Regions from separate parts of the Mus musculus genome. Here regions 2, 3, 4, 5, 6 and 7 are each linked to region 1. A link is a contact called in public Hi-C, HiCAR-type, HiChIP or PLAC-seq and promoter capture Hi-C data. All regions are on one chromosome and are shown on one strand. Each heading gives the region's core, a stretch centred on a gene start, on an enhancer-like site or on the middle of the called end of the contact. The rest is flanking DNA. Distances are from core to core; before and after follow the strand shown.

Region 1 (4,256 bases), core at 569-3,068:
CGGCCCCTGGGGTGAGGGTTCGGTCCGCAGCTGGCGGTGGGATGGGGGCGGGGGCGTTGGGAGCGTAGGCTGGCTGCTTTGGGGGAGAGAGCCTTTTGGCCACCTTCAGGGCGGGAATCCGGAATGGCAGTTTGCATTCCCAGCAGATCGAAGCTCCCTGCTGATCGATTATTTGATAATTGATTTTCCCCGCAGCCAATGCGCGGCTGCCTGGGCGGGGACGCCTTCCGATTGGTGGAGCTCTCTCCACGGCTGCCTACCGAGATTTGGGTGAGCTCATTTTCCAGTCGACCGCAGGGGGAGTTTTCTGCGAGGTTTCAGCTGGGGGGTGAGGGGAATCCTCTCCGAGCCCAGCGAGCTGAGAGCCCTGCCTGGGATGTGAGGTTTCCAGCTGCTCCGAGAGCTACTGTGACTGAGCAATCTAAGCCACGAGAGCCGGGCGCAGAAACATAAAGAGTAAAATAACCCCCACTAGATAGAGTAGCTGAAGAGTGAGAATAAAAAGACTCAAAAAACAATTTTAAGTCCAGGGTGTGGTATTTCAAGAGAGAAAGTTAAAAACCACTGGCTGGTTGGAGACTTTAAGTTGTGGGCAGGGTCAGCTTTTGTCTGAAATCTCAGCTTCCGAAGTGGATTTCTTTTTCTCTGGAACTGGGAGCTTTCACGGGGCTGGGTTCGGAGATAGACAAATTGAGAGATGGAGGTCTGGGAGGCCGGCTCCGGGCGTCGCCGCTGAAAGAGCTGGGGGTGGGGGGTGGGAGGGAGCGCAGCGTCTCCAGGCCCGAGCAAGGCCGAGGCTGGAGCCCCTCGGCGTCGCCCAGACAAAGGCAGCCCCAGCCGCAGCGCAGCGGAGCTCTGCAGCTTCGCCGCGCCCCGGGCGCACGGCTAAACTTGCCGGTAGCGCAATCGAGAAAGAGCCTCGGGTCCCGGGGCTCCCAGGCCCCGGCCGCCCGCAAGGTCTGGCTGCTTGGTGCCCGCGTTGAGTTTCGTTCTCCAGCGGTCATAAATAGCTCGGTGTTTGTAAACAAGCGCTGGGGGCACATTCCCGGCGCTCGGCTCATTGTTCCCTCCCTTCCTCCCTCACTTCGCGCGGCGGCTGGGGCTGAGGGCTGCAAGAGAGGAGGTGGGGACGTCCGGACTCAAAGTGACAAAATGCAAGCATTTCCTTTCCTCCGGCCCTACGTCCACTTCTGACAGCGGGGGGAGAAAAAAAAATAAAGAAAGAAAGAAAAAACCCAAACCAAAAGAAAAAAAAGAAAAGAAAAGAAAACCTCTAAGCTGAGTCTGCAGAACGCCCGGGCGACCGCTACCCCACGTTCTCAGGACTCTCGAGCGGAACCTTTTCCAGTCCAGTTCCAGCTCCTCTTCTTGCTCTGGCTTTGACTTTTCTCCTCCGGGAGTCTAGCAGAGAATCCAGTACTTTTGGCATCACCCCCACCCCGAAAAATACTGGCAGACCCCAATAATTTCGAGGAAAGTCTTGAAGTCTTTCATGAGCGGAGCCCTGAGCGAATTAACTCCGGCATCTGCCTGCCCTACGTTTATTCCCGATTTATTTCAAGCGTCCGCTTTGGGAAGAGAGGCTGGAAGGGGACGTAAAGCCGGCGGGTTGGGAGCTGCAGCCTGTATTTGTGTGCATGTGCCCTGGGTGTGTGGTGTTAGTGCCTGGGCGTGCGAATTTGTGGAGTGTCTTTCTGCCTCTCCAGTGCGGCCAGAGCTCGCTTCGCGCACCCACCCCTGCCGAGGAGCCTACTTGCTGCAGCCCAATGCATTGTGTAAGACGCGACCTGTTATGGCCACCACTACTTCCGGGTTCTAGCATTCTGGTCGGAATCCACCTCTCCGCCTGTGCAACACACACTTTACACACGCACGGCGACTGCAAGCGGGCAGCATCGATCGTGGCTCCTTTAAGACAAACTCAGACAGACATTTTTTTAACCCTCCTCTCTAATCTCCCTTCAGTGCAGCAGTTGCAAAGAGGGAGAGAGAAAGAGAAAGAGAGCGAGAGAAGAGAGAAACTGATTAGGAATTAGGACTGATTCAAGGAAAGCGGGCGCTAGGGCTTTGTGCATTTGAATATTAACATTTGAGGTGTTCTGACCAGAAGAAGACAGAACGGACGATCATTCATTCACCACGTTGACAACCTCGCCTGTGATTGACAGCTGGAGTGGCAGAAAGCCATGAGATTTGGTAGTTGGGTCTGAGGGGCGCTCTTTTTTTTTTTTCTTTTTCTTTTCTTTTCTTTCTTTTTTTTTAAACTGATTTTTTTGGGGGGGAGAGAAGATCTGCTTTTTTTTTCCCCTCCCACTGCTGTCTTGGTGGAACCAGAGCGCTTTTATGCTCAGCGACGCGGGCGCCTTGCTTCAGGTCCGGTAGACCGAAGATCTGGGACCAGTAATTCACACTGCTGGAGACGCAAAGGGATTTTTTTTTGTTATTGTTGTGCTTTATTTTTTTTTCCGGGGGAGTTTGCATATTTGTTTCTTTTCACACTGGCCTTAAAGAGGATATATTAGAAGTTGAAGTAGGAAGGGAGCCAGAGAGGCCGATGGCGCAAAGGGTACGTATTAAAAGCAATTGTGGAAGTCAAATGTGAGATTAAATTGAAACGTGGCTGAAAGACACTGCTACTAAGTTTCCTCTTTTCTTTCTCTCTTTTTGAATGAGGATCCTAAAGCCGCGGCCTAAATCGACAGTTTTACTTAATGCGTTTGCAGCCTTATGCATGTTTCTTGTGGTTAATTCAAGTGATCAAGTTGTCTATAGATTCCTAGCCAACAGCTATATAAATAAAAATACAAGCTCAAGGAATCACCTGTTTTAAAAGATAAAAAAGACAAGGGGGAAGATGCTTCATATCCAGTGCTGTAATTTAAGCATTTAGGGACCAAAAGTTTAAAGCTATGTTTAATGAAAATGAACAGCTGAGAACTTTTGCCTCATTATCGATTATATTCATCTTCAGTATCAGTAGAAATGGGGAGCATTTTCCGCTAAGTAATGTCCTGGTGCAGTGAATTTTTGGTTGGAAAAACATTCCTTTTATAAAAGTAATTTTAATTTGCATGGGATTTTATGCAAGATAATAAGTTTGTAGATTTTTTCCTTAGCTAAGTTCTGTACTAGTTAGATACTAAATACAGAGCTCTCACTTTTAAAATGCAATACTAATTTCCCCAATATTCCTATTTGAATGAAAATGCCTTGAAAGTAAACTGAGACAATGATGCCCCCGCAGAGGTGGCTTCTTAAAAGAAAGGGGTCTACAAAAAGGCTGCCTTGCATAATTTGTGTCTTGGCCCTCAAAGCCCCTTTTGGAAAAGAAAGTTACTAGAGGACACATTTTTCTTTATTCTCTTGGTTCAGACAAATGTCAGCCTTCTTCCAAACTCTTCCCACCTCTGGCTTTAAGAGGTTGAAAGTGGCAATTCCCCTCTCTTTGGAAATCATTTCCCTCTCAAGATTTCCAAATCTTAGAAAAGTAACTTGCTTGAAATAAAACAATCAGAAAAATCCAAATAGCTGAATTTATCACAGACAGTAATGGCAATCAATTTGAAAGCAGCCCCCCCCCCACACACACACCAGAGATTTGCATGTGTATTTTGCTTTTGAATCTGCTTAGAAACTAACACATAGCAATTGCTTCCTTGACTTCAACTCTAGGGAGAAAGTTTGTGAAGGTTAAAAAAAAACAAAACAAAGTAGAGTATTAGTTGCTTCCTTTATAGCTTTCTTTAAGCTTGGAAACAGCGTTGTCCATGTGTATGTTCAGCTGTAAAAGGCAACACAAGCTGCCTTGTGCACACTGCGGGATAACATATATGGGGGGCAGTTCGTTTTTGTATAATTTAGCAGTTTGGAAAAGCAAGGCAAACATAGTGTCTTACAGGACTGCCCAATTCCATGCTGGCAGGGAAGTAAAATAAGAAGCCTTTCAGAATTCACTGCTTGGCACAACTATTCCCATCATAACTTTTAAAAAATACCCCACCCCCCAAGTGAAGGCTGTGTGAAGCAAGGCGGGTCTGCTACACTGTTCCGGCACGTTTTATTGTTGTGATTTTCGGTTTCCACCTCCAGAAACATGCATGTTTTACCTTCCGCCTCCGGGAGAATGCCTCTCTGCCTTTCCTTTTCCTTCCTCCCTCCCTTCCTTGCCAAAAGATTTTGGATTTCTGAATTGGTCTATATGGACACAAGTTAGGACAGGAACCTTCATCTCAGATGACTCTCACTGAGAATTCTGG
Region 2 (4,256 bases), core at 486-2,985, 1.9 Mb after region 1:
CAGACACGATCTTTTTAAATGCTCTTCAATGGTGTAGAAAAGGCTAAGTTTTATAACCTTCAAGGAGCCAAATCATCTGAACAGCTTCCTAAATAAAGGAAAAAAAAAATCCTCTACATTCCAAAATCATGAACCACTTTAATAAAGCTGCCCCTCTAGTGGGTCTTAACGATGCCAGTAAACCCGATATTTCAAATAAAAGCTGACTTACTCGAATATTTAACCTCAGTTTCTCTGACCACCACCACCTAATCGGTTTTCAACTGCAGTAAACAATGCACATTTGAAGCACTTAAATCTTACATGCGAGGGGGTATTGTACAATTAAAGAGTCTAAGTATCACAAATCCGCCTGAAATTCTTTGATATGTACTGAAAAGATGTTTACAGTAAGTGTCACAATCCCGTATCCTGTTTAACTAAATGACATATAACTCGCAGTGCAGCTATGTTTGTCTGTGAACACAATTCTTGATTGCAAAGACGAAACGGAGGCCCAGTGAAGCTACAGAACCAGTAAGGTAACAAGCTAAAGGCGTCATAGATTTCTTGGCTATGGTGACAGGCAGGAGGCACACCCCTAGCGTCAGCCAGAAATACTACATGGTGAATTCCACCTACGGATTAATAGGAAAGTAAGGAAGGGAAAATTTAAATCGCCATCGTTCAAAAACAACTACCACAAGCACCGGAAAAACAGAAATAAAAATACTAAGAAAATATTAACAAACCAATATGAGCATTTCTCTAGGCCCGGTGTCTTAGCTAATATACACGCTGGCCCTTTCATGTTCACCAACGCAGAGAAAAGCGGCCTCGGGAAAAAAAAAAATCCCCTACGGTTGCAAACAGCAGAGAGATAAATGCGAAAACGAGCGAAGAAGGCAAGAAAGTGGAAGGATCCCTGCCAAGGCTCGCTGCTGGAAAATGCGGAGTGAGTGGGAGGAAGCACAACTCTGGAGAAGTGGGTCTTACATAAAGCGCCATTTGCCGCACACTATCATTTCCACCGGATTTCAGAAAACCCAACCTGGAAACCCATCTGGGGGCGGAAAGTGGGTTTCACGTGGAGGAGGGTAGCGAGGGCGCAGCCCCCCGGGACCGGGGTTCAGAAAAGGCCGAACGAGCCAGACAGGCGACGGGGCCGGGGTTGCGCGGAGGCCCACGGGCTTAGGAGCCCGGGGGCGGCGGCTCTGTGGGCGCCCGGAGGCCCAGGGTCGTGCGGAGGGCGGGGGCGGCGAATCTCGGGGAGCGCGGAGACGTCCGGCGTTTGCAGGGGGCCGGGGGGCGCGCGGAGGCCCGGAGGAGGCGCGCAGGGGCTGGGGGGCTTGCAAGGGCCTTGCAGCGGCCCGGGAGCGCGCAGAGCCGGGGGCCGCGCAAGTAGCCGAGGACTTGAAACCCAGCACCTGCACCCTCCAGGCCTCTGGAATTTTCTATCCGAGAGGACGCCCCGGGCCCTCCCTCGCGCGACCGGGGAACCGAGGTCTCACCATCTTGCTCGGCGGGCGGCGCTGGCGGCGGCTGTAGGATCCTCGGGACGCGGCGACGGCGGCTTTGCTGTCCGGCGCCGGGCGGGGTGCAACGGGGCCTGGGCCCGGAGCGAGGCGGGCGGAGTCCCGGTTGGAGATGCGTCGGCGGGAGGAGAGGGTTGCAGCCTCACGCTCACAGGCGGCCCCGACTCGTTGCAGCGGCTCGCGCTGACCGCAACCTCAAGGCACGGAACAGGGCGCGCAGAGGGCGGAGCGAGCGCGGGGCGGGGCGGGGCGGAGCCTGCGGGAGGCTGACATCCGGGAACCCGCGCCCTGCCGTGCACACGCTCTCCAACCGGATTGCTCGCAGAGCCCCGCTAGCGCTCCGCCAGCGCTTTTTGCGTACCGTGCGCCGGGGGACATGGAGATGGGGGGGCAGACGTCTTGACGTTGGGAGAGCCGCGCTTCCTGTCATGTGACCGAAGGAAGGCCGGCAGGAGGAAGACTCCTGGGAGGAGAAAATGGGGAGAATGACAGGACCTGCCACAGGGCTGTGTCGCTCTTGGGGGGTGACACCATGTCACTATGGCGAGGCACGGGCAAGTCTACACTGTGGAGTCAAGCGCGCAGTTGGAAAAATAGGAGAAGCAAAGCTAGCTGCAGCTTAGGTCCTGGGAGCCACTGACAAGAGTGGGGGATTGCTTCCCACTCCAACAGACACTACCTCTAGGTTGCCCTGCAGCTGGTGCAGAAAGAAGCCTTTAAGAGAAATACTACGAGACAGACTGCCCTGTTGTCCATGTAGTAAGGGTATGTCCGTAATGGTGGCAGTTGCCTTACTATAGAAGTGAAACTACAGTAGGTAATAAAGTCCATGGAAAGAAGTTATATTTAAGAGGAAAAGATAAGTTGGTAGGAGAGATGTGATAAAGATAACGTATTTATGTTATTTATTTTAGTCAGGTTTTGAATAGATAGAAAATAAAGGTCAGGGTATGTCCTGCTCTACCTGTTTCATCTTCTGTAAGTGTAGATTATTTTTTAGCTTTTGAGAGACGAGCTTTGACTCCACTTTGAGGATGGGGGATGCCTGCACCGGAGGGGACACGAATGCTACTTACCATGTATCCAGTTCCACTCACAGACTGAAAATGCCTTATAGCTTGGCGTTGAAAGGGTGGCACCCTATGAATTTATCAGGGTAAACTGTAACAGCGCATAGGTTTGTTACAATTGTTTGGGAAACCAGGCACAAGAACGTGGTAGGCACATCATACCAAGAAAAGGGTGCAACGTCCTCACCTGGACTCCATAAAGAGATAGACATCTAGCACTGTGATGGCAACAACCCCTACCAATCTATCATCCGACCATCCTGATAGGCAAAGAACACTTGACTGCCCCTGAGGCTTGAACTCAGTTAAGTCCTCACTGTTGACAAGGTTTGGTCAACTGTCCATCTTTCTATTCCTCCAGCTGTACCATCCATCCATCCCTTCATCTGGACCTACATTTGGCTCTTAGGCCTCTACAGCTGAACTCAACTCTATAGCTTCCCATTTAAACCATTGACACTCCCAACAGCCTGCTCCAGCATCTTTCCTAAAGCCAAGGTGTTTATTTAGTATCAAAACAAACTACATTTCTGATGGCCAGGCAGTGGGGTTGCATGCCTTTAATCCCAGTACTTGTAAGAGAGAAGCAGGCAGATCTCTGTGAGTTCAAGGCCAGCCTGGTATTCAAAGTGAGTCCAGGACAGCAAGGACTCTGTTACACAGAGAAACCCTGTCTCAACAAACAAACAAAAAAACCTACATGTCTATCATACCAATAAAACCTTGTGAACTCTGTTGTGTCCTCTTGCTTTTTGCAGCTGTTCTGTAATTGATGTTTATACAGATATATTTATTGCATGATCTGAGAGTAGATGATATGATTACAAGATAAGCCTGAGTGTTTGCCTCAGCAATATTTGGCAGATAACTGCCATTGAAACCACAAAGTCTGATGAATTTTTTTCAATAAATGAAGACCTTGTGGAAAGACACAAATGTGTTTGTCTCTATTTCTGGCACAGTATGTTAATGATTGTACTGGCTGGTTTTCTGTGTCAACTTAACACAAGCTGGAGTTATCACAGAGAAAGGAGTTTCAGTTGGGGAAGTGCTTCCATGAGATCTAGCTGTGGGGCATTTTCTCAATTAGTGATCAAGGGGGAAGGGCCCCTTGTGGGTAGGACCATCTCTGGCCTGGTAGTCTTGAGTTCTATAAGAGAGCAGGCTGAGCAAGCCAAGGGTGGCAAACCAGTAAAGAACATCCCTCCATGGCCTCTGCATCAGCTCCTGCTTCCTGACCTGCTTGAGTTCCAGTCCTGACTTCCTTGGTGATGAACAGCAGTATGGAAGTGTAAGCTGAATAAACCCTTTTCTCCCCAACTTGCTTCTTGGTCATGATATTTGTGAAGGAATAGAAACTGACTAAGACAAATTGGTACCAGGAGTGGGGTATTCCTGTGACAACCTGACCATGTTTTGGGGGAGGACTGTGGAAGGACTTTGGAATTTTGGGCCAGAAGATCTGTTCGGTGTTATGAGCTCTGTCGAATGTTGTGTAGGAGCTTGGAAGATAATGTTGAGAACAATGCAGAAGATGGAGGCCTGGCTTGTGAAATTTTGGAGGGAAGATTAAAGACTCTTATCAGGGCCATTGAGGTGACATCTTCTGGGAAGTGTTTTCTGAGAGCACAGAGGCTGTGTTCCAGAGATAGCCATGGTTGTACCTTGTGCT
Region 3 (4,256 bases), core at 1,290-3,789, 1.8 Mb after region 1:
TTTGTAGCCCTAGTTACATTTCCTACATGCTCTTTTAGAAACACATATTACTTTCACTAAGAATAAATAAATGAATAAATAAAACTTTGCTAGGATTCTTCAGAAATTAGAAGAGATGAAAACCATTTCACTTCAAATAACTATTACTAAACAGAATTAAAAAATTGTAATTCTTGGGAAAGCAAAAGACCACAAGCCTATTCAAGCTTTCTGGCTGAGGGCTGACTGGCATTTGCTCCTCACGTTTCACTTTAAAGTTTCTGTTAGGCCAATGTCTCCCGTGTTCAGAGTCCTTACCCCACACACTGACTGGCAATCCCTCCACCAGTATTTAAAACTGAGTTCCAAGTTCATTCAGACTCCATTCTTTTAATAAATGTGTACTGAGTGGCTGGTCCTTACAAAGAACAGGAGAAGACCCTGCCCTTGCTCTCCAGCTTACTATCTAGAAATGAGACAGACTGTTTACTTCTGGCACAGATGGTCAGTATTATAGGAGTGGAATGTACTGAAAGGTTCCTTGAGCAGAGATCAGAAGGGGCTTCCTAAATCAGATAATCTGAACTGGCCACTGGACCAGCAACAGATGAAGGACATAAGGCAAGGCAGGAAGGATCAATCTATGTTTAGAATCTCCAAGTCCAATACCTGGCTATAGAGTAGGAACTAAACCGGAAAACAGGCTCTCAGCAAAGTTCAGGGAAGGACTGTGCTCCACATACCTTGCCCTGCAAGCTTATCTATCCTCTACCTTCCCTAACCTCTTATCAGCTCTCAACACCTCCGTGTGGCTGCAATTTGTTCCATTCAACTCAAATAGAAACATTTTAAATACTGTAACGAACTATAAAACTGTTACTTTGCCACAACTCAGCACTGTGGCAGGAGACCTGAACCCCAGCCCATTGAGAGCCTTGTTTGAGGATTATCAGTTTGAGGCCAGCTGAGTAACATAGAAAACACACACACACACACACACAAAAGGAAGAAAGGAAGGGAGGGAAGGAGGGATAAAGAAAATGTCAATTATTGTCCCCATTCTGTAATTGGCTCACTGGCAGCTGGATACGAAACCTGTAATCTAGTCTTGCATTATCCGCCTAAAAGTCCTTCAGTGGTGTCCTGTTTTCCTTAAAGCAAAATGAAGGACAAATCTGTGGAATGTCTTACATATCTTGCAATGGTCATTACTTATCCCTTATGAATGTGTATTTTATTTTATTTTACGGGGGTTGTGGTTGTTGCAGATAGGGTTTCAAACTGAAATTCTCCTGCTGTTTTCTCTTGATTGCCGTGAGTAAAGGTGTGCAACACCACTTCTAGCTCGTGTTTTTCTTTTTTAAAAAGATAATAAACTACCTTCCACCATTATCACTGAGCTTTCTCACATGCTGTTTTTTGTAAGAAACTTCATACTCTACTCTAAATTTGCTTTAGTTAGTTTCTACTCGTCCTGCATCTGTTTTTACTTTTATAGACCTGCACATTAGAAAACTCATCTTGATGAGTTTACATGTATGTATGCATTCTTGGTCTGGCTGTTGGACTGTCTCCCCCAACAGAAAATAAACTCCATGATATAGCTGGCATTGCAATTCCCATGCCTGGGACTATCAGGCATTGAACTGACACTTCTTGAAAGGATGTGGTATTTACTAGTTCGTCATCAACTTTGTTGTAGGTATCCCGGTGCCTCCTTTGGTTTTGCTTGTATGAAATGTGGGTTTATTGCATATATCTACTAGTAGACTACGACAACTGCTAACAGCCTATAAGGTCCAAGAACGTTGCCACGAAATGTTAACTTCACTTCCCAGAAACCTTGCAACGGACTGCACGGAGGATGGTGGGAGGAAGAGGCTGCAGTGAGAGCCTAGTTTGAAGTATTTCTCAATCTGTCACCTCCTTTCTGTTTCTGCTGGAGCATTGAGGAATCAGACCCTAGATCACGCAAACCCAAACGGTCCAAGCCTGCACCCACCTCCCGCAGCAGCTTGAGGTCCCCGCGCTGGATCTCGTACACCTGGATAACGCCGGTGCCCCGGGCAAAGTTGCCCATCGTCACGAATTTGGCACTGCAGGGCACCCATTTGCTGTCGAACACTGTGTAGTTGAGGCCCTTTTGAATGTGGACAATGATCTGAGGCTTCTCGAAGGTGGACATGGTGTAGATGCAACCAAACGCTAACTTGGTAACCAGACTGCAAACAGATCAGGGGCAGTTTGTCCCTCCCTAGCCGCATTCTACCCGGAAGCCTTAGCAAGTTGGGCTTGGATGCCTCCGAAAATGCCGTGTGAGCTACTGAGACCGCAACAGATGCTTCTCCACACATGGCACAAGCTAATTTACTGCCGTTACCACAACGACTTTACATAGACACAGTAAAGACTGTGAATGCTTCGGCTGCGAGCGTATGAGGGCACGGAGACATTAGCAAACAGGCATATCCCAGGACAGCAATTCCGAAACGCGGACCAATCCAGCCTTAGGCCCCTGGCATGGACCCCGCCTAGGAAAAGGGGTGGTGTCTTCAAATCGATTGGTGGAGGCTGGCGCATGCGCTGTACAACCACGCACGTGTTCCTCTAGTCGTACTTGCCGGGATTGATCTTGGCCGAGATGGAGACGCAAAGCACCGGAACGGAGGACGGCTTTACTCCCGTCACGCACAGAGGGGGCCGCCGGGCGAAGAAACGACAGGCTGAGCAGTCGTCAGCGGCGGGACAGGATGGAGAAGCCGGACGCATGGACACGGAGGAGGCGCGGCCGGCGAAGAGGCCGGTCTTCCCGCCGCTCTCCGGGGATCAGCTCCTGGTGGGGATCAGGACGGGACGGGACGGGGCGGGGCGGGGCCCGGGCGTCCAGGTGAAAGGGTCGGTTCTCGGTTTTGTTTTGTTTTGTTGTTTTGGGGGGTTTGTTTGTTTGTTTGTTTTTTCGCCTAGGCCCGCATCTCTCAGTCGCCTCCTGAGTGTGTATGTTTTTATTGCAGACTGGGAAAGAAGAAACGAGGAAAATTCCCGTCCCAGGTAACAGATACACACCGTTGAAAGAAAACTGGATGAAGATATTTACTCCGATTGTAGAACATTTGGGACTTCAGATACGCTTTAACCTGAAATCAAGGAATGTAGAAATCAGGGTAAGGAAGAGGGTAGCCATTTCGTAGCCTACCATTTCGTAGTTTCAGCCTTAATAAAAGTAGACAATGATACACGGTAGTGCCTAAACAAGTGGTAATTGTAGGTACTTTCTTCAGTGTAAGTGCTCTTTTTGGAGGAAACGTGTGCCACTTAGAAAAAAATGTAAATTAATTCCTTTATTTTTTTTTCAGTAGATCTTCGGTGTCAGTGCCAAATTAATTTTCCCATATCACAATGCTTTTATTATGGTATTCTAGCCTCCTCGGCATTCCTAAGGGATAAAGGCCAGACACTTGACTAAGCCTGCCTTTCAAGTAGGAGACCCAGTTGTGTTTGTTTCCCTTTTTTTTGTTTTTTTTTGTTTTTGGTTTTTTTTTCCCCTGCCAGTATCTTTGGTGGCTCTGGTCTCTGGAGAAGGCCACTTTCTCTGCTGTCTTCTTACTTCAGTTCCAGTCAGCTTTCAAGAGAACTCAAGCTCTCTTCAGAAGTTTATACATTTCTGTTCTACTTTAGCTGCCTTGTTTACTGCAGGGTCATTGGTTTGTGTTCTTAGTATTTGCTGATACCATATATCAGATGCACAGTGATAGCTTAACGTATACCACATCATTTGTTCCTTAAGGTATGACATAGATGATATACACCCATAGACATGAGAGTGCTGGAGGATTAGGCAGGGGTGAGAAAACTTAAATCCTAGATGTTCATGGGACTTGCCGAGAGTCATACATAGGGTGAGAGCCAGAGTCTGGGGCTTTGTGGCTTTGTTCTTGTTTTATTTTTGTTTTCTTTCTTTCTTTTTCTTTCTTTCTTTCTTTCTTTCTTTTTTCTTTCTTTCTTCCTTTCTTTTTTTTTTCTTTGAGACTAGGCTTCACTCTGTAGCTCTAGCTAGCCTGGAACTTGGAGAGATCTGAAGGGTATGGGACCTAAAGGCATGTGCTGCCATGCCCTGCTGGGGTCTGGTTTTGGGTGTGAAAATCTGAACACACTTCTGTATGCTTCTAAATTTGTCAAATGTGTAATCTCTTCAAATGGACTGTGTGGGAGACCCAAAGGGATATTTTAGAAATTAGATTTGTGTTTGATTTTTTTTAGTGCCTTAATTTCCTCATTTG
Region 4 (4,256 bases), core at 847-3,346, 1.8 Mb after region 1:
AGCACATCACAGAAGTTAAATGGCTAAGTGGATAAAGCTCATGAGTACTCGCGCTCACACACACACCACCACCACCACCACCACCACCACCACCACCACCACCACCATCACCAAGCTTGAAGACTGGAATTCAGATCTCCTGTGTGTGGAGGGTACCAAAACATGGAATCCCCTAGCAGTCTAGCTGGACTGGCTGGAGTCAATGACTCCCAGCTTCAATAAGAAACCCTGCCTCAATAAACAAAGTGGAGAACAATAGAGAAAAACAGCATCGCTGGGCTTCTACGTACACACATAAGCACATACACTCACATGAGAACACACACCTGCATGAAACCACACATAAACACACAAAAATACATGTGCAAAAGTCTAGCAATAAAAATTATATAAATTACAAGGCTGGAGAGATGGCTCAGCAGTTAAGAGCACTTCTCATCTTCCAGAGAACCCAAGCTTGGTTTCCAGCAGCCAGTTTGGGCAGCTCACAACCATCTGTAAGTCCAGCTCCACTGGGTCCTCTGGCCTCTGCTGACACCCACACACATGTGACAAATACACAGAAAGAGACATGAGCACAAACACATGAATAAATAGAAACATTTTAAAGTACATAAATTACAAGGACCTGTTAAGACTGGAGCCACACCAGAATCAACTTCTAATTTAATGCTTACTTCAACATGTTTTCAAAATGAAAGAAAGAAAGCAGCAAAAACTATCTTCTCAAAAATGTGGGGCTTGTTTTTACAATTACCTCTAAAGTAATAATAATACATAAGGTTGTGATGTAGACAAAATAAATATCAATAAAACTCTTAAAGCTATACTCCATTAGTAGAATGCTCAAAGTACTAGTTCATAATATTAGTTATTATTTAAGAAAGTGGAAATAACAAAGAGGTAATCCACTGTAGACTATTCAGAGCCATACATGAAGAGTCAAATGCTTGCAAACAAGTGCTACTGTTTACCCATAGAACTTTTCAAAGTTAAAAACAAGAGAAAACTGCATCCCTATAGGTACCGGAAAGCATCCACAACATCTCTGATTTGGGAATTTCACTTCTATTACTAGAAAACAACAAAAACTGTTCACACTGTCATCTTATCTTGTAACAAAACAATTCAGTCTATCAATTCCACCATCCAGAAGTAGTTTTCTAAAGTTCAATAAGGATAGCTGTCATTTATAAATAAAAACTAACGTTGATACTTAGTTCTGTCTACTCTTAGTCCAAACAGGTTAATAATTACACCACAGACATCTCACCAGGGCAAATACACCTTTTCCAAGCCAAAACTAAATTGTAGTCAACACATTTTAAGTCATTAACGCTATCTTCCAACAGAAATTTGAGCCACGATGAAATTTTCCCAGATGACACTGAAAAATTCCTCTTAATACAATCCGCTACAGCAGAAAGCTGCCGGCCCGGCCCGGTTTCCCACGCCTTTAATCCTAACACCTAAGAGAGGGAGGCTGATCTCGGAGTTCGAGGCCAGCCTGTTCTACAGATCGAGTTCCAGGACAGCCAGGGCTATACTGAGAAACTGTGTCTCGGAAAAGAAAAAGTAAAATTAAGGAAACCCTTGTTTCAAAAGGGCTAACACTGCCACCGCAAGCATTCCGACCTTGGGCGGAACAGGAAGGGCTGCACGCAAAGTTACTTTTTCCACCTTCCATTTTGTCTCCGTTTAGATTTGGAATCAGCTAGAAGCTGATGGCGTTGGGTGTTTTACTTGTCGCTTTTCAACCTCTGAAAGGCAACGTTAACAGTGGCAGCGAAATGAAGACGGTATTGACAGAGAAACTAAAGGCCAAAGCAAAGCCCGAGAGCCGCCACTGCAGGGACTACGCTAGAAGCGAGCAGTCCCGCTCGGCTCCTCCCAGTCGGCCACAGGACGGACGTGATCCCGGGGTGCGGGAAAAGAGACTGTGACGGGAGCACGACAAGCACCCGAACGCGGTTCTGCACAATACCTCAATACCGTGGACGCCTGTCTCCGGGAAATAGGTCGCACGATGATGACGCCATGACACGGCTTCTGCCTGCCGCCCGTGCGTCTCTCCCGGTCGTGCGCGTGCGCACTTCAGTCCCGAGGCTTGCCCCGCCTCTGTCCATCCAGGAGCTAAGTGCAGTGGTCTGTCTGTCTGTCTGTCTGTCTTTCTTTCTTTCTTCTGTCTGTCTGTCTGTCTTTCTTTCTTTCCTTCTTTCCTTCCTTCCTTCCTTCCTCCCTCCCTCCCTCCCCCCTCTCTCTCTTTCTCTTTTTGACACATTTTTTAATTAACTATTTATTTACATTCCAGGCGTTACCCCCCTCCCGGTCCCCCACCCAGTTCCTCACACCATTCTGCTCCCCATCATCTATCTCCCCATCCCCCATTATTGGGGCCTCAAGACCCTTGGGAATTGGACCCATCTTCTCCAACTGAAGCCAGACTAAGCAGACCTCTGCTACATAGGTCCCAGGAGGCTGGGGAATGGGTGGCACTTGGCTCAGCCCATGTATGCTGCCTGGTTGTTGGCTCAGCCTCTGGGAGCCCCCCGGGGTCCGGGTTGGTTGAGACTGCTGATCTTCCTATGGGGTCACCCTCCCCTTCAGCTCCTTCAACCCTTCCTCTAATCCAACCGTAGGGGTCTCTAACCTCAGTCCGACAATGGTTGGGTGTAAGTATCTGCCTCTTTCTCAATCAGCTGTTGGTAGAGCCTCTCAGAGTGGACAGCCATGCTAGGCAAAGAACTTAAAGGTCTCCCGCCAAGGTGGCAAGATTGGAGTCGAAGGCCCTGGCATTTTGTCTAGATTAGGCTTCTTCAAACTGAATGTTCCTTACACCTTTGTCCATTTCTTTGCTTTGATGGAAGTTGGGTCCCTCCGGACCAAACTGTGCACCTCAGATTAATCTTTGGAGGGGCTTCCCTAATATAGTGCCCGATACCTGGTTAGGTGATAGTTATGAAAAATAGTTTCAAAAATTAAATGAGGGTGTGAAGATATGAAAAGTACAAGTTCATATTTTGTGTTGTTTTTGTTTTTGAATGGGTCTCACTGTGTGATATAGCTGACCTTGAATTCAGGATTATCAGTACTAGGGTTACAGGCCGTGCCATCATTCCTAACTGTGTTCGATAGTTTTATGTCAACTTGGCACAGGTCTCCTGAGTGGAAGGAATCTCAATTAAGAAAATGCCCCATAAGGTCAGGTTGTAGGCAGTCCTGCAAGGCATATCATTAGTGATTGACAGGGGAGGGCCCAGCCAATTATGCATGGTGCCATCCTGGACTGGTGGTCCTAGGCTGTCATAAGAAAGTAGGTTGGGCAAGCCATGAGCTCCTGCCTCCAGGTTCCTGTCCTGTTTGAGTCCCTGCCTTTACTTCCTTAGGCAAGAGCGGTAATATGGAAGAGTAAGCCCTAACCCCTTCCTTCCCCAACTTGCTTTTTGGTTATGGTGTTTCCCTGCCACAATAGAAGCCCTAAAACACTAACAAGGTTTTTTTTTTTTTAATATGTATGTATGTATGATGTTTGTTGTTGTTCTTCTTCTTCCTTCTCCTTCTCCTTCTCCTCCTTCTCCTTCTCTTTCTGCTTCTTCCAAACTGTGCCACCATTCCTAACTTACGTTTTTCGCTTTTTTTTTTTTTTTTTTTTTTTGGTTTTTTTGAGACAGGGTTTCTCTGTGTAGCCCTGGCTGTCCTGGAACTCACTTTGTAGACCAGGCTGGCCTCAAACTCAGAAATTCGCCTGCCTCTGCCTCCCGAGTGCTGGGATTAAAGGCGTGTGCCACCACGCCCGGCGTAACTTACGTTTTTTATTTATTTTTTAAATCTCTGTGTGTATGCCTGCAAGTGCATGTGAACATGCCCTACAAAGGCCAATAAAGAGAACTGGATCCCCTGGAGCTAAAACTACAGGGGGCCATGAGCTGCCTGAAAAGGGTGATGGAGACAGAACCTCAATCACAGAAAGAGCAGAAAGCCCTGTTAACCACTGTGCCATCTGCAGTCCCTAGTTCTTTAAATGATAATTTTTAGTATACATAAATCACATTCAATTGTTGTAACAGGATCAAACAGTACAAAAACTACATATCACTCAATAGTAGCAAACATGAAATACTACATGCCTGTGAAGTCACTTTAAGCAATCATCCTGCGATTCTTAAAGTTCTTAATGTGGTCATGATTTGCTTCTACTTTGCTTTGCAGTTTGCAGAGGTTAGTATATAAAATGTTCTGTTGTCACGCTGTAATAA
Region 5 (4,256 bases), core at 1,108-3,607, 1.6 Mb after region 1:
GCTATTTTCACTTGTACATCTTCAAACCATCTCTTTTCTTTTCTTTAGTCTCATATATGACAAAATAAATTTTATAGTAGACATCTAAATTTACTGTGGTCTAAAGAATGGCAAGAAATGGTTCAACATTTCAGAAGAAGAAAAAGTGAGAGTATTCCATCTCCAAAGACAGTACTGAAGAAGTGTGGTGGCCCAACAGAAAATAAGCATTTCTTTCTCATTTATTGCATATAACCACCTTTCTGGGTTACTGTTTAAGGGAAAGACAAATACCAAGTCCAGGGAAAGAGAGTCCTACTTTCTGGAAATAGAACTTGGTAAAGTCTAGTTGGCCCAGGGAAAGCCAGATCAATTCCATAAGACTCTGATTAGACATAACAGAGAAGAAACAATGCTTTCCTCTGATATGTGAAAAAACCACTTGCTCTCCATCTATTAACAGCCCCAAAACCTGGTGCAATTGGTTCTCATAGCCACCACATTCTCATAGCATAGCATTGCCATGATAACAAGCAAACCAGATCAAAGGGGACCCTTGAATAGTGGTATCTTCCTAACAGTTGCCTGATGGAGAAGGGAAGTCACATAAATATTTGCTCTTGTATCAGCACAATAAAAATATTGAGCTGAACCATGAAAGATAGAACTGGAGGGCTACATGGCTCACTTGGAGCTATAACTCATGCCTAGATATTATGAAAATGGTTTCATTGCACTGAATTATTTTTTACCCTCTCTTCAAAAAATTACTACTTATCAGCATCACAGAGACCAAACTAAAACCCCTCCACCTTTTCTTCTCTTCTAATATAATCCCTCCGTTTGACTGGAAATTTAAGAAAATGGAACATTTCATTATTCCAGTTTGCATGGCATTTTTGAAGCTAAAACTGTCATCTCTAGCAAGCACTCAGAGGACAGTGTATAGGTATTTGATCGCTTCTAGAATTTTCTCAAATTCTTCAGAATACCTGAGGAGCCACTTGGTGTTCAGGACTCCTACTGGACCAGATTTGGGAGTTGTGATAAGAATGGAATCTTTGTAAACCAGTGGTTTTTGATTGTTTCAAAGAACAGTTTCTTTAGGTTTTATTTTTCATAAGCTATTAACTGTCTGTCAGAGTTAATGAGTGGAAAAGACAAAACTAGATGAAATGAGAATTATATATTCATGACTAGCCTAGTGAGGCCTTTTTTTCCTAATGCCCATGTTTAATTCTCACTAGCAGATCAAGGCAAACAACATCTCCTGAGAACCTTGCAGACTACAAGTGGCAATCATATGACAGATGTGTCCAGGCTGTCTACCTCTACTCTGTGGTGTTGCCTGGTGCATCTTTGGAGCTCAGCAGCCTGAGCAAGACTATTCCTAATGCAAGCATTTCTGACCTTAATAGGACCTTGTACAGTGTCCCTCTAAGGAGTCTACCCTCTGCAAACATCTATAAAATATTTACCCCACCCAGATATTGATAGTTAACAAAAGAGGCTCTCTCAATGCTCTATGGCAGAGATGGTAGATTCAGTCTCACTATCTACATATCCTCCTATATATCTCAACTCATCTTCAGTTAAGAAGGCCAATGCGATGAGCAGGTCTAATTTCAACTGATAATTGTGAGCCCAGAAGTTCTGATGCCTTACTGAATAAAGGGGAATGAAATGTGCTCCTGGTGGCATAGCTATAAGATCTGAACAGCCCAGTTAGAGACTTTGGAAAGCAGCTTTCTGTAGAACCAAAGGCCATATTAGCAGAATCTACATATGCAAGAAATAAGCTTTATTTCATGCTTTGGATTCCTCGAAGACACAGCATATCCCAGCCCATCTCCCCCTGTATATTTTTGAACTGTCTTTTTTTCATATAAAATTTTTATATTAGGCCTCTAAATTTATTGTGGACTAAAGAATGGCAAGAAATGGTTCAACATGAAAAAGAATCTCCCTCAAGTTTTCTCATGCAAATGCAATGATTTCATTTCATTTCATTTCATTTAATTTTTTCTTAAAAGAAAAGTTAGGAAAGAGGATGAGATGTGACCTTACCATATTACACTCTGGATCTGCCATTTTCACTTAGTTACCTCTTTGTCCTGACCTTGAAGTAGGGAAGACTACTATCTATTGGAAATGGTAAATAGCTGTAGTACACATACAAAATAGTCAATAGAGACAGTGATCATGACTGGTAAAGCAATCACAGAAAAGAGTCAGCTACCACACGGTAAGGGACAGCAGCTTTCTAGTCCAGAGAAACTTTCCTGTTGCAGAAAATGCCTGGTTAATTCAAATTCTGTCCTCAGTTACATGGAGACTGAACTAGAAAGTGGCAGACTTCTCTTTTCTTGGCACCAATGACTCACTGCATCTTTCCCTGCCAAAGACCAGCCTCAGCTTGAAGAGGGGTTCCCAAGAGAAGGGGTGTTTGAGACTAGTGAAAAAACAACTGGAATTCAAATCATGGGTCCAAGCTGATGGCCTGAGTGCTGCTCAAGATGGTTCCCTAGCCAGCTTTCTGAAGATAGCTCTTGGCTCTGTAAACTGCTAGAGACAGCTCCCACTGCTAGAAACTGTTCTCTCATGCTAGAAAAAAAAATCTAAATGCTCTCTGGATAGCTCATGGGTTTTCTGATTGGAGATAAAATGAAAGAAAGAAAGAAAGAAAGAAAGAAAGAAAGAAAGAAAGAAAGAAAGAAAGAAAGAAAGAAAGAAAGAAAGAAAGAAAGAGAAAAAGCTGCTTGAAAAAAATTCCTGGATTTTCTGACTAAATTAGAAATCCTGTTAGAAAAATTCTAAAAGTAGTTCTTGAGTTTTCCAATCAAAATAAAAAAGCCAGGAAAAAAATTCTAAAAGAGTTGTGTTCACTCTCAAAGCACTTCCCTCTGGATAGTTGCTAGAAAACATTCTACAAGGGCAGTGTTTACTCTTCAGACATCTTTTTCTAGATATCTTCATACAGCTCAACTAGATAGTTCAGCTCTCACAAAGGCCCAGTCTTTTATTTACATATCAATTCAGTCATTTACTCCAGGTTCCCTTTTGACTATCCCACAAAACAGTACTCCATGACCCCAGCCCCCTGATTCTTAGAAAAAGATATCAAGCACATTTTTAATGTTGCAAAGGAATTTAGGGATCTGTCTACCTTTGTAATCACAGAAAATAAATGTAGCTGGATGGGATCCTGTCCTGAATTAACATTCCTATCATGCCTTGACCAAAATTCTCTCTATCCCAGGCAAACCTTAAACTTGGGAGTCTGCCTGCCTTTGTGTCTTTCTGGCAAGCTGGCTAACAGTGCAGCTGACTCTTTTCTTTTAGGCCTGGGAAGCCCTCATATAATTCATATTGCATCCTTGTATTCTGCATAATTGAGAAATTACATTTTTGAGCTCATGTTTTCAGAGTTCTTTCCCACAGCCCTAAGGGCTGTCCTGAAGATCTCAGTGTTTACTATTTTTTTCTAAGAACATAGAGACACCTTTCCCGCCCAGATTCTGTGCTGTCTCAGATTACCATGGAGTCATTAACCTTAACAGGGATAACATTCTCAAAAGGAGGAACACAAAAATAGGTACATTATTATACAACCAACCTTTACCCTCATAACGACCATGGGGAATCTCACACCCTACTGGCTCTGTTCCAGGGACCGGAACCATGTCATATCATCCCTTGGATGACAAAACCAGACTCAGCATTTTCTCTCTTCAAATTCATCTTCAGAAGAAGAGCAAGTGAGACAGTTACAATGCTTCAGGAATATGCATGAGTCAATGCTATGACATTAAATAACATGAAAATTATATTTAAACCTTCTCTTCCAGAATCGTATTGCCTGCTTACCAAGATCATGTTCTAAAGGATTGAGTTTTTCTTTTTTGTCTTTTAACTAGTCTTTTTTTTTTTTCAATTTTTTAAATTTTTTGTTTTGCTTTGTTTTGTTTTGTTTTTTGAGACAGGGTTTCTCTGTATAGCCCTGGCTGTCCTGGAACTCACTCTAACTAATCTTTTAAAAAGAAGAAAACAATAAAATGTTTGTGGCCAAAAGTATATTTTAATGAAGTAACTGAGTGTTAACAATATGATTTAATGGGCAAAAAACATGGAGTAATTCTCATATAGGATAGTAATTAACTCTGCCCTACATTTAGACTGCAATATGAAGTCATGAGAGAAACTCATATTGCCTTTGGGTCTCCAAAGAAATGTTTCCCAGACCTTTCTGTCACTAGATAGCTAGAGATGTGCAATAG
Region 6 (4,256 bases), core at 922-3,421, 1.4 Mb after region 1:
CAGGTGGAGATGACAGGATTTGGGCTTCCTAATTTGCATTATCTTGTTGGTCCTCTCTATAACCAAAGTAATGTCATCATTTATCTTGTCCCTCCCTGTGACCCAGTGATATGTCACAGTTATCTAGTTGGCTCTCCCTATGAGCCAGTGGAATGCCATTTTCCCTGATTTCCCAGTTTTTGAGATTGCCTCACATTGTTGCAGGTGATAGCTGCAACACTGGCTTAGTTAGGATTTCATTGCGAGGAAGAGACACCATGACCATGGCAGCTCTTATATAAAGGAGATGTTTAATTGAGGCTTAGCCCGAGGTTCAGTCAACTGTCATCATGATGGGGAAGCATGGTATCATGCAAGCAGACATGGTGTTGAAAGTTCTATATCTGGATCCACAGGCAGCAGAAAATGACAGTGGCCAAGCTTGAGCTTCCGAGACCTCAAATCCCAAGCCCTAGTGACATATGCCTTCCAATACAGCCACTGCTACTCCAGCATGGCCACATCTCCTAATAGTGCCACTCTCTATGAGCCTATGAGGGCCATTTTAATTTAAACCACCACAGACAATGTTTCTCAGAAAAGGGAAGAGAATACAAACCAACTATTTTAAAACCCTGCACACAGACTCCACCATTGGGTTCCCAGAAACATTGTGGCCTACTCTCAATCTTCCATTTAAGCTGACTAATTAATAAGAAATTTGATTGGAGACAGTAAGGGAGGGGAAACATATAACCAGAAAATCTCAGAAAACCTGATAATACAAAGTCCAAAGATCAGACCAAGTCTCCGAAGAAAAGACAAAGGCAAGGACCTCAAGCCGGATAGAAAGTACAATGAGATGGGGTAAAGGGAAATGGGAAAGGGTATGTATGCCTGCTGAACACAGGCTAAGAGCTTCAGGGGCAGTGCTCAGGGCTGGTTCTGGAATGATGACCATGTGTGGTCATGGCATGAGAAGTAGCTGTATATGTTTTTTGTTTGTTTTTTGCTTGTTTGTTTTTTGTTTTGTTTTTTTTAAATTCTTACACAGGGCTGACTTTTAAAATGAAACAGAGTTTTTCTGGGTTATTTCTCTAAATTACCCTTATGTTAAAAGATGTATTTTGTTGCAAACTATATCTAGCTTGTGCATACTCTTTTTGAGTCTTCCTGGGAGGGTCACTGACATATCAAGGGCAATCTTCATTAATAGTTTTAAAATTATGAGCAAACTAGAGGCCTGATTAATTCTGCCACTTTACAGGAAACACAGAGTTTTATCTAATATCTATGAACTCTAATTTGGATAACACACATAGAGGTGAAGCTGAAGCAGGCATAACTACAGAGCTTTGTTCAATTGGTAAAGGCACATATATATCATATAGTATAGTTCAATATATGTTTTATAATGTATTTTAAATATAGTGTAATATAGACTATATTAAATATAAAATGTATTATATTATCTATTATAAATATATAGTAAACATATTATATTTATAAGTATATTTATAAATATAAAGGACCCCATGTCTCAGAGCTCCTTTCTGTGCTACAGCACCTTGTCAAATATGGTCTCAGCAGAAAAAAGAAGGCTTGATGCTGTCACACTTACTGTAAGAGTCTGAGAGTGCCCTCTTGAACCCATGAAAATATCCCTGCCCAGGCTGTGTCTGTGCGGGACAAAATCTAAGTGGCCCTGCAAAGAAATGTTTACAGCTCCCTGAGATCTAACACTTATTCACTTAAGCATTTATCATACATCTGCTAGTACATCTTAGCTTTGGCCTCTAAGCACTACTATATGCTGGGAACACTAAACCACACCAGCATCTATATAAATGGTAAGGAGGCTGCCACTTGAACACAGACATCCTGACGGAATTGGCTAGGATTGACTCTAAAAGCTCCACAGCACATTAGTTAAGATCCAAGTTGGGATCTGAATTTTAAGAGGCCACCCACTGCTACTTCAACATTCTATAAAACCTCCCCTTTCTCCTGTGTTGTGTGTGTGTGTGTGTGTGTGTGTGTGTGTGTGTGTGTATGTGTGTGTGCACGCGCACACACACATTTGTGGATTTGGGAGCAATGAGGAGAAATTGAAGCCATAGTTGACAACATAGGAAGCCTTCAGATGTGCCACAGCTGCTGCATCTGGCATTAATCCCACAACCAAGGAATTCTGGAACAACACATTTTCAAGAAGTCCATTTTCTCAGTGCACGTCAGTGTCTCAGAATGCTCTCTTGGAGAGCAAAGTCAATCCTAGGTCACTCTTTCAATGTAGTCTCCTTTCAACTAAATCTTACTTTCAAGAAAATCCCTGCTATGGCTCACTGGTGTTTAACCTATCATATAATATCCGGGTTTACTGTGTTAGAAGAAGCAGAGCTATATTGTGCTTTTCCCACAAGCCTGTGATTGCATTTGACCTAGTAACCTGTATTAGATTAACATTTATTCTACAACGGCACAGCAAGCCCTGTACCTTTGTGAGCTGCAGTTTATAGAGGACACTAACCATTTTTACAAGTGGAACAGGAAAAGAGAATTGAATCTGAGGGAGTAATTCCAAGCAAGTATGTTGCTGCAGCCATTAAACTGTTTATATGAGGAGTAGGGGAATTACTTCTGACTGACCCCTCTTTTTATCTGCTTAAGAGACAAAGTGCAGGTCTCTGTAGCCAGGATGGTCTCCACTTAATTCATCTTAAAGCCTATAGGAGCCAGAGGGCTCTGCTGGCCACCAATGAGGAGTGGCTTCAAAAGCAAGGCAGCCTTTGCCTTTGCCTGATTTCCAGTCAACCCCTTGCAGATCCCTCCAGGTCAAGAGCAACAGAAAAGAAACACGAGTTCAAAATGACAATAGGCTTTTCTATCATGGGTATGTGATGGAATGGCCTCTTGATTTTCATTGGCCTCAGCACAGTATGCTGTGGTTTCATTAAGGGATATGTCATGCCTTAATTAAGACTGAAGAATGGTAACACGGGATCAGATGAGTCATGTTTCAGGGGAAAGTCTCCCTTCCCCCCAAAATAAGTACCCGGAAATAAAACTCAGAACTGCCTGAGCCTCCAGCCAACCTAACAATAGAAAAAGGTCACCTCACATTACACAGTATCGCCGGGCGGTGGTGGCACATGCCTGTAATCCCAACACTTGGGAGGCAGAGGCAGGCGGATTTCTGAGTTCAAGGCAAGCCTGGTCTACAAAGTGAGTTCCAGGACAGTCAGGACTATACAGAGAAACCTGTCTCAAAAAACCAAAACCAAAACCAAAACCAAAACCAAAACCAAAAACAAAAACAAAAACAAAAACAAAATCAAAAAAACAGAAACAAAACCAAAACAAAACAAAAAACAAACAAACATTACACAGTATCATGCAAAGAAATACAACTTATTCTTCCAGTGAACACCCAGTTCACCAACATACCCACCTTCATAACTAGGGAGGGTCCCACCAAGGAATCAGAAGGGAAGCTGCATCCAAATTATGGGTTCATCCAAGAAGGAATAATTGTATCTTGAAGTGAAGCGAACAGCAGATCAACAACAGGAAAATAATGATATTCTCACACTTGGAAATTACTCAACGCTATTTCCTCTCCAGATCCATGTTACCGCATCACCCCCCTTGAAAAAGAAGTAATTTCATTCAGTTCTTTCAGAATTCCAGAATTTTCTCTTTTCTTCACTTAATTTGTTAATTTGATCGCCATGCTGTGTGTGGAATCCTCAGTGTACATTCCTGCTAACTAGCATAGTTTAAAAAATACAATTTTTAATTGAAAAATATAGTTACCCAGCTCATCCCCAGGTGTGATGAAACAGCTGATGAAGATGAAGTACTAATTTTACCTCAACTCAGAGAGGGTACTAATGAATACTCTCAGCAGAGGAGCATAGTTCTAGAACCAATTTAAAAGTCTATTAAGGAAGTTTCAACTAAGACTTAAGTACAGCTCCTTAAACTGAGCAATACAAGTGGAGGCTGGCCCAGCTCTATTTAGGAAACAGCTCAATTAAAAGCTGATGGAACAAGCACTTCTATACCACAATTAAGAGCTCCAATGCTGCATCTGTCAATATCCTTGGTAAATTGGCCCAGAAGCTGCTAACCCTCCATGATTCTTCTCCTGTTGTTTGGGGGGCAAGAACGAGGTCTTGAGAGATACAGATTTAGCTTATAAAGCTATAACTAACTTGTTACATTCTTTCCTTCTACTCTACACAGGTGTTTTTGAAGCAGATACAACCAAGTGA
Region 7 (4,256 bases), core at 678-3,177, 1.4 Mb after region 1:
TCATGATTAGAAAACTGACCTTTGAAAGAAGACCAGAATCTTGGTCAGTGAGCAATCTGAAGACTAGAATCCTTAAACTTTTGTATGTGGAGACCCTTTAATACCATTCTGATTCTCCTCAAGGCATTTTGTTCCAGTTTGTGACTTTTTCCTGACTTCTTGTCCATTCAGAAACTATTTTTAATATTTTCTGCTTCAGTCTAAATCCTGTTTTAGAATCTTGGGACATTGCACCTTCCAAAACGGAAAGAAATCAATAATAAGCAGGTTGACCAGTTGGCTCAGGTCTTAGTCAGGGTTTCTATTCCTGCACAAACATCATGACCAAGAGACAAGTTGGGGAGGAAAATGTTTATTCAGCTTACATTTCCATACTGCTGTTTATCACTAAAGGAAGTCAGGACTGGAACTCAAGCCACTCAGGAAGCAGGAGCTGATGCAGAGGCCAAGGAAGGATGTTCTTTACTGGCTTGCCTCCCCTGGCTTGCTCAGCCTGCTCTCTTATAGAACCAAGACTGCCAGCCCAGAGATGGTCCCACCCACAAGGGGACCTCCCTCCTTGATCACTAATTGAGAAAATGCCTTACAGCTGGATCTCGTGGAGCCATTTCCCCAACTAAAGCTCCTTTCTCTGCGATAACTCCAGCTGTGTCAAGTTGACACAAAACTAGCCAGCTCATTACTTGATATATAGCAATTTCAAATAGAATGGTTAGGAAAGTTATTGTTGAGGGGATTTTATTTCAGAAATCTGAGAGAGACTGAAAGACTGGAGTACAGGGGAGATGAGGAATACAAAATCTTTGTCTTTTCACCCTAACACCCTCTTCTGATAAACTGTAGCTATAGTTATTATCGGCTTCTATCTGATTTAAGAAATATTTGCTTTAGAGACTTGATGAAAATGCTCATGCGGTGTCAGACATGTATTCCAAACTTGTGAATATAAGTACAGCAAGGGGCTACAGTGAAATCTGCTTTATTCTAAAAGTCTGCTGCTAGCTATATTGCTACCATTAATGTTTGAAAAAAAACACTTAATAAACAAATTGAGGGAAAAAAAGGTAAATGGAGATATTTAAGACAACCTTGAAAATTTATATGAATAATGGAGGAAAAGTTCAAGTCCAAACCACCTTGATAGTAGGAATCCTCTTACTGTCAACACTTACAAAGCTCGTTTTATTATTGAAATGCAAGGGGGCATGTGCATGGGAATTGTAGCATTCCATGATTCAGTCAAACTCTTCAGTTGACATCAGTTTAATTTCTTTTTCTTAATTCCCCAACCCTGTTTCTACTTCAATATCTTGTAATTTAAATGGAGGTGGTAATGCTAATACCTGTCCTGGAGGGTGGGCTGCAAGTGTGGAATGAAATAACAGATTCCCATCTGTTATTTCACTAGCAGCAACTCCTAGCCTAGTTAATAAATGTGATTATTATTATGGGGTTTTTTTGGTTATTGTTTTATTATAGATTCTTCTTCCACTTCTCACCCTAGGAAAAAATTCTACCAAGATCTGAGCAAACTGGAGCTGTGCTCTTAGGGACATGATTTATTTGTCATGGTCCCTAATGAGGAATTTTGTTCTGAACCCTTTTGAAACATCTGTTGCACTTCAACTGGGAAAGTAGAAAGAACAGGAAAATAATAGCATTTGGGGGGAAGTGAAAAGCATCTGCTCATTTTAAAAAGGACATGGTGAGGTAGAGTGGGTGGATGAAGCTGAGGAGGGGACGAGGGAGGGAGGGAGGGAGGGAGGGAGGGAGGGAGGGAGAGAGAGAGAGAGAGAGAGAGAGAGAGAGAGAGAGAGAGAGAGAGAGAGAGAGAGAGAGAGAGCTACATGTTTTTATAGTGAGCCCTTGATCACAGAAGTCCCAGTCTGCCTGGTGCTGAGGAAGCTGTGTGATTAATGTTCATATGCAGCTGCACAGCTGCTTGGAGCACTGACTCCAAATCCCAGTGCCCCTCCACTAGGTCAGCACTTTCCTTGGTGGATGCTGAGAAGTGACTTTCTGTGTGAGTCTCCTCTCTCACACTCCCTCCCTTGGGTCAGCCTTTGTTTCTAGGAAAGTAGGAAGAAATGGTCCATGAAGATTCTTCTGCCTTAAAACAAAACAAAACAAACCTGTATTCAGGGGGGGAAAAACAAGTAGCACACTGGCAGAAGGCAAAGAGGAGCTGTGTATGTGGCCAGCCTTTCCTGTGTCTGTGAGAAACAGCTGGCCAGGGGGAATGTGCACTGAGAGGCCTGAGAGGCCAATGCAGAGAAGGAAAGTCTTCAAGGAAAGAAAACATATTTCAGTAGCCTCACAGGTTCCTGATACTTTTGAATGACTTTCCACAGGACATTTTCATTTGGATAGAAGAAGTCTTTTCTCGAGCAGAATAAAAAGCTGACGACCCCACCTCCCCTCTAAGCATCACCTCCCTAGGGGTCACCGCCCTAGGCGTCCCCTCTCTAGGCATCATCTCCATAGGTGTCACCTCCCTAGACAAGACCTCCCTAGGCATCACCTCTCTAGGCATCATCTCCATAGGTGTCACCTCCCTAGACAAGACCTCCCTAGGCATCACCTCTCTAGGCATCATCTCCATAGGTGTCACCTCCCTAGACAAGACCTCCCTAGGCATCACCTACACACACACACACACACACACACACACACACACACACACACACACCACACATGTACCCACCCACACACGTTTTAAGATTCCATCTCATGACATTCCAGATGCCCATCATAAAGAACACCAATAACAACAAATGTCTTTGCAGATGTGTAGAAAGGAATCTTTATACACTGTTGGTGGGAGTGAAAACTTGTAGAGCCACTTTGGAACTCAGTTTGGAGGTTTCTGAAACAAATGAGCAACATAAATAAATAAATTAAATAAATAAATAAATAAATAAATAAATAAATAAATAAATACTACCATATGAACCAACTATAGCACTCCTGGGTGGACACAGCTTAGATATCTTTCACTTGATCGGTGAATAATGAAGATGTAGTACACAAATGGAATACTGTTCACCTGCAAGAAAAAGTGAAAATTTCAGGGAAATGGATGGAGGTGAAATAGATATTCTGGGTGAGGTAACTCAAGTCCCAAAGGCAAATGCTATGTTTTCTCTCATGTGAAGACATTAGTCCTGACTCTTTAGTTCAGTGTGTCTAATACATAATATTTGTGGAATCCAGAAAGCAAGAAAGGGAACAGGGGAGGAGAGAAGAATATAGGGTAGGAGGGGGAAGGGAGGGGTTATCTTAAGGGAGAGAGATGAAACAGTATAACATAGGTAGAGGAAAGTAAAAAGGAGGGGCACTGCAAGTGAAAAGGTAAGACAGGGAGAGTCAGGGATTATGGAGGGGAGGGCACAGGGTGGGGTGACAATTAATTCACATAAAGGAGGTATCATGAAACCCTATGTAAAGCAAGATGTGCTGATCTGTTCAAAGTGTTTTGATTGTTATGGAGGAAGCTAGCTACCTCTTGAACGGATTCAAAACCATGCCAGAAACAGGTAAGCAATGCCTGGTACTGGAAGCCTAGAAAACTACCAGATAAGGAGGCTGTAAGTCCATTGGGGGCACATTTCTGGTAATTGACTAAATTGATTCTGCAGCAAACTGCCTTCTCAGTACCAGTGCATATACACAGAAACAAAAGTAGCTTCCAGCATTAGAGGAAGTTTTCTTTACAACAAGATGTTAAATTCAGAGACTCAGTAGCTTCCCAAGATGCAGAAAGTAAGTGACAGATGCTGGGTCCACCCCTTAACAAGTCATTTATACATCCTCTTCTGAGGCTCAGGGAAACGTAAAGAGGGGCAAGAAGTATACAAGAGCTTGAAATGGGAAATAAGATCAACACTTGGCAAATCGAACTTCATGGAATTTAGAAAAGCTTTGGCCCTGCAGAAGAACCTGTCAGTCAAGTGAAGTGTAGTCAGTTAGACTACAGGATGAAGAAAAACTTCCTTGCCAGCTGTGCATTCAACAGAGGATTGGTAACAAAAACAAACAGCTAAAAACCTAAACATCAAGAACACACATGACTCTATTTTTAAAACATGGGCATATACACACAAGCATTCAATTCTAATATGTGCCAGATAGGGGCAGGAAGTATATAAGAGCCAAAATATTGGGAGAAGGGCTGTGAAATATCATCCTCTACACTCAACACAACCATTGTAGTCATTAACTCACAATTATAGTAATCTGCACTGGGTCCACACAAT

Evidence for each region. Promoter capture Hi-C pulls out the DNA fragments that hold promoters and counts their contacts. A called contact is a pair of places that touch in the nucleus more often than the background predicts. HiCAR-type assays count read pairs that join an accessible place to other places. HiChIP or PLAC-seq counts read pairs in DNA pulled down with a chosen protein or histone mark. Capture Hi-C pulls out chosen DNA fragments and counts their contacts.
Region 2: a contact with region 1 is called in a promoter capture Hi-C map of pre-B cells, with 10 times the contacts expected there. The contact joins the promoter of Ppp3r1 here to the promoter of Meis1 in region 1. A contact is called at or near these places in 4 of 39 promoter capture datasets (hippocampal neurons, liver and pre-B cells), 2 of 484 Hi-C or Micro-C datasets (muscle stem cells and rod photoreceptor), 3 of 115 datasets of contacts at active chromatin or transcription factors (acute myeloid leukemia, astrocytes and cardiomyocytes) and 2 of 9 other capture datasets (adipose tissue and liver).
Region 3: a promoter capture Hi-C map of liver shows a contact between it and region 1, with 5 times the contacts expected there. The contact joins the promoter of Pno1 here to the promoter of Meis1 in region 1. A contact is called at or near these places in 6 of 39 promoter capture datasets (3T3-L1-derived adipocytes, embryonic stem cells, hippocampal neurons and 2 more), 1 of 484 Hi-C or Micro-C datasets (muscle stem cells), 12 of 115 datasets of contacts at active chromatin or transcription factors (the NIH/3T3 cell line, acute myeloid leukemia, astrocytes and 8 more) and 2 of 9 other capture datasets (embryonic stem cells and liver).
Region 4: a contact with region 1 is called in a promoter capture Hi-C map of liver, with 10 times the contacts expected there. The contact joins the promoter of C1d here to the promoter of Meis1 in region 1. A contact is called at or near these places in 12 of 39 promoter capture datasets (the 3T3-L1 cell line, the C10 cell line, HPC-7-derived erythroid cells and 8 more), 5 of 484 Hi-C or Micro-C datasets (embryonic fibroblasts, embryonic stem cells, liver and 2 more), 14 of 115 datasets of contacts at active chromatin or transcription factors (the NIH/3T3 cell line, acute myeloid leukemia, astrocytes and 11 more) and 3 of 9 other capture datasets (embryonic stem cells, liver and macrophages).
Region 5: a contact with region 1 is called in a HiCAR-type map of astrocytes, with 5 times the contacts expected there. The contact joins the enhancer-like site here to the promoter of Meis1 in region 1. A contact is called at or near these places in 5 of 39 promoter capture datasets (cranial neural crest, hippocampal neurons, liver and 2 more), 4 of 115 datasets of contacts at active chromatin or transcription factors (astrocytes, embryonic limb bud, forebrain and 1 more) and 3 of 9 other capture datasets (adipose tissue, embryonic stem cells and liver).
Region 6: a Hi-C map of uterus shows a contact between it and region 1, with 3 times the contacts expected there. The contact joins the enhancer-like site here to the promoter of Meis1 in region 1. A contact is called at or near these places in 2 of 39 promoter capture datasets (hippocampal neurons and maxillary cranial neural crest), 1 of 484 Hi-C or Micro-C datasets (uterus) and 1 of 9 other capture datasets (embryonic stem cells).
Region 7: a contact with region 1 is called in an H3K4me3 HiChIP or PLAC-seq map of neural tube, with 10 times the contacts expected there. The contact joins the enhancer-like site here to the promoter of Meis1 in region 1. A contact is called at or near these places in 9 of 39 promoter capture datasets (the 3T3-L1 cell line, the C10 cell line, cranial neural crest and 5 more), 2 of 115 datasets of contacts at active chromatin or transcription factors (forebrain and neural tube) and 1 of 9 other capture datasets (embryonic stem cells).

What each region holds. Positions count from the first base shown.
Region 1 is chr11:19,016,531-19,020,786 of GRCm38.p6, reverse strand. It overlaps Meis1 (Meis homeobox 1), which reads left to right and starts at 1,818. Exons shown (of 12, transcript NM_010789.3): 1 at 1,818-2,566. The coding sequence starts at 2,555. Gm16141 (a long non-coding RNA gene) reads right to left here. Exons shown (of 3, transcript XR_381070.4): 3 at 2,457-4,256.
Region 2 is chr11:17,156,777-17,161,032 of GRCm38.p6, reverse strand. It overlaps Ppp3r1 (protein phosphatase 3, regulatory subunit B, alpha isoform (calcineurin B, type I)), which reads right to left and starts at 1,735. Exons shown (of 6, transcript NM_024459.2): 1 at 1,491-1,735. The coding sequence starts at 1,493.
Region 3 is chr11:17,209,872-17,214,127 of GRCm38.p6, reverse strand. Pno1 (partner of NOB1 homolog) reads left to right here and starts at 2,539. Exons shown (of 7, transcript NM_025443.2): 1 at 2,539-2,815; 2 at 2,991-3,140. The coding sequence starts at 2,621. It overlaps Wdr92 (WD repeat domain 92), which reads right to left and starts at 2,235. Exons shown (of 8, transcript NM_178909.4): 1 at 1,982-2,235. The coding sequence starts at 2,164.
Region 4 is chr11:17,255,387-17,259,642 of GRCm38.p6, reverse strand. C1d (C1D nuclear receptor co-repressor) reads right to left here and starts at 2,096. Exons shown (of 5, transcript NM_020558.4): 1 at 1,985-2,096.
Region 5 is chr11:17,420,197-17,424,452 of GRCm38.p6, reverse strand. No RefSeq gene overlaps it. Among named protein-coding and RNA genes, the nearest start is that of Gm31268, 97 kb to the right of the region's middle. Within about 2 kb of position 2,357, at least 2 of the 459 cell types and tissues checked have an H3K27ac peak or open chromatin away from gene starts, as enhancers often do. A contact at or near this core is called in astrocytes, where this site is marked.
Region 6 is chr11:17,601,851-17,606,106 of GRCm38.p6, reverse strand. No RefSeq gene overlaps it. Among named protein-coding and RNA genes, the nearest start is that of Gm31268, 280 kb to the right of the region's middle. Within about 2 kb of position 2,171, at least 6 of the 459 cell types and tissues checked have an H3K27ac peak or open chromatin away from gene starts, as enhancers often do. A contact at or near this core is called in uterus, where this site is marked.
Region 7 is chr11:17,627,697-17,631,952 of GRCm38.p6, reverse strand. No RefSeq gene overlaps it. Among named protein-coding and RNA genes, the nearest start is that of Gm31268, 300 kb to the right of the region's middle. Within about 2 kb of position 1,927, at least 13 of the 459 cell types and tissues checked have an H3K27ac peak or open chromatin away from gene starts, as enhancers often do. A contact at or near this core is called in neural tube, where this site is marked.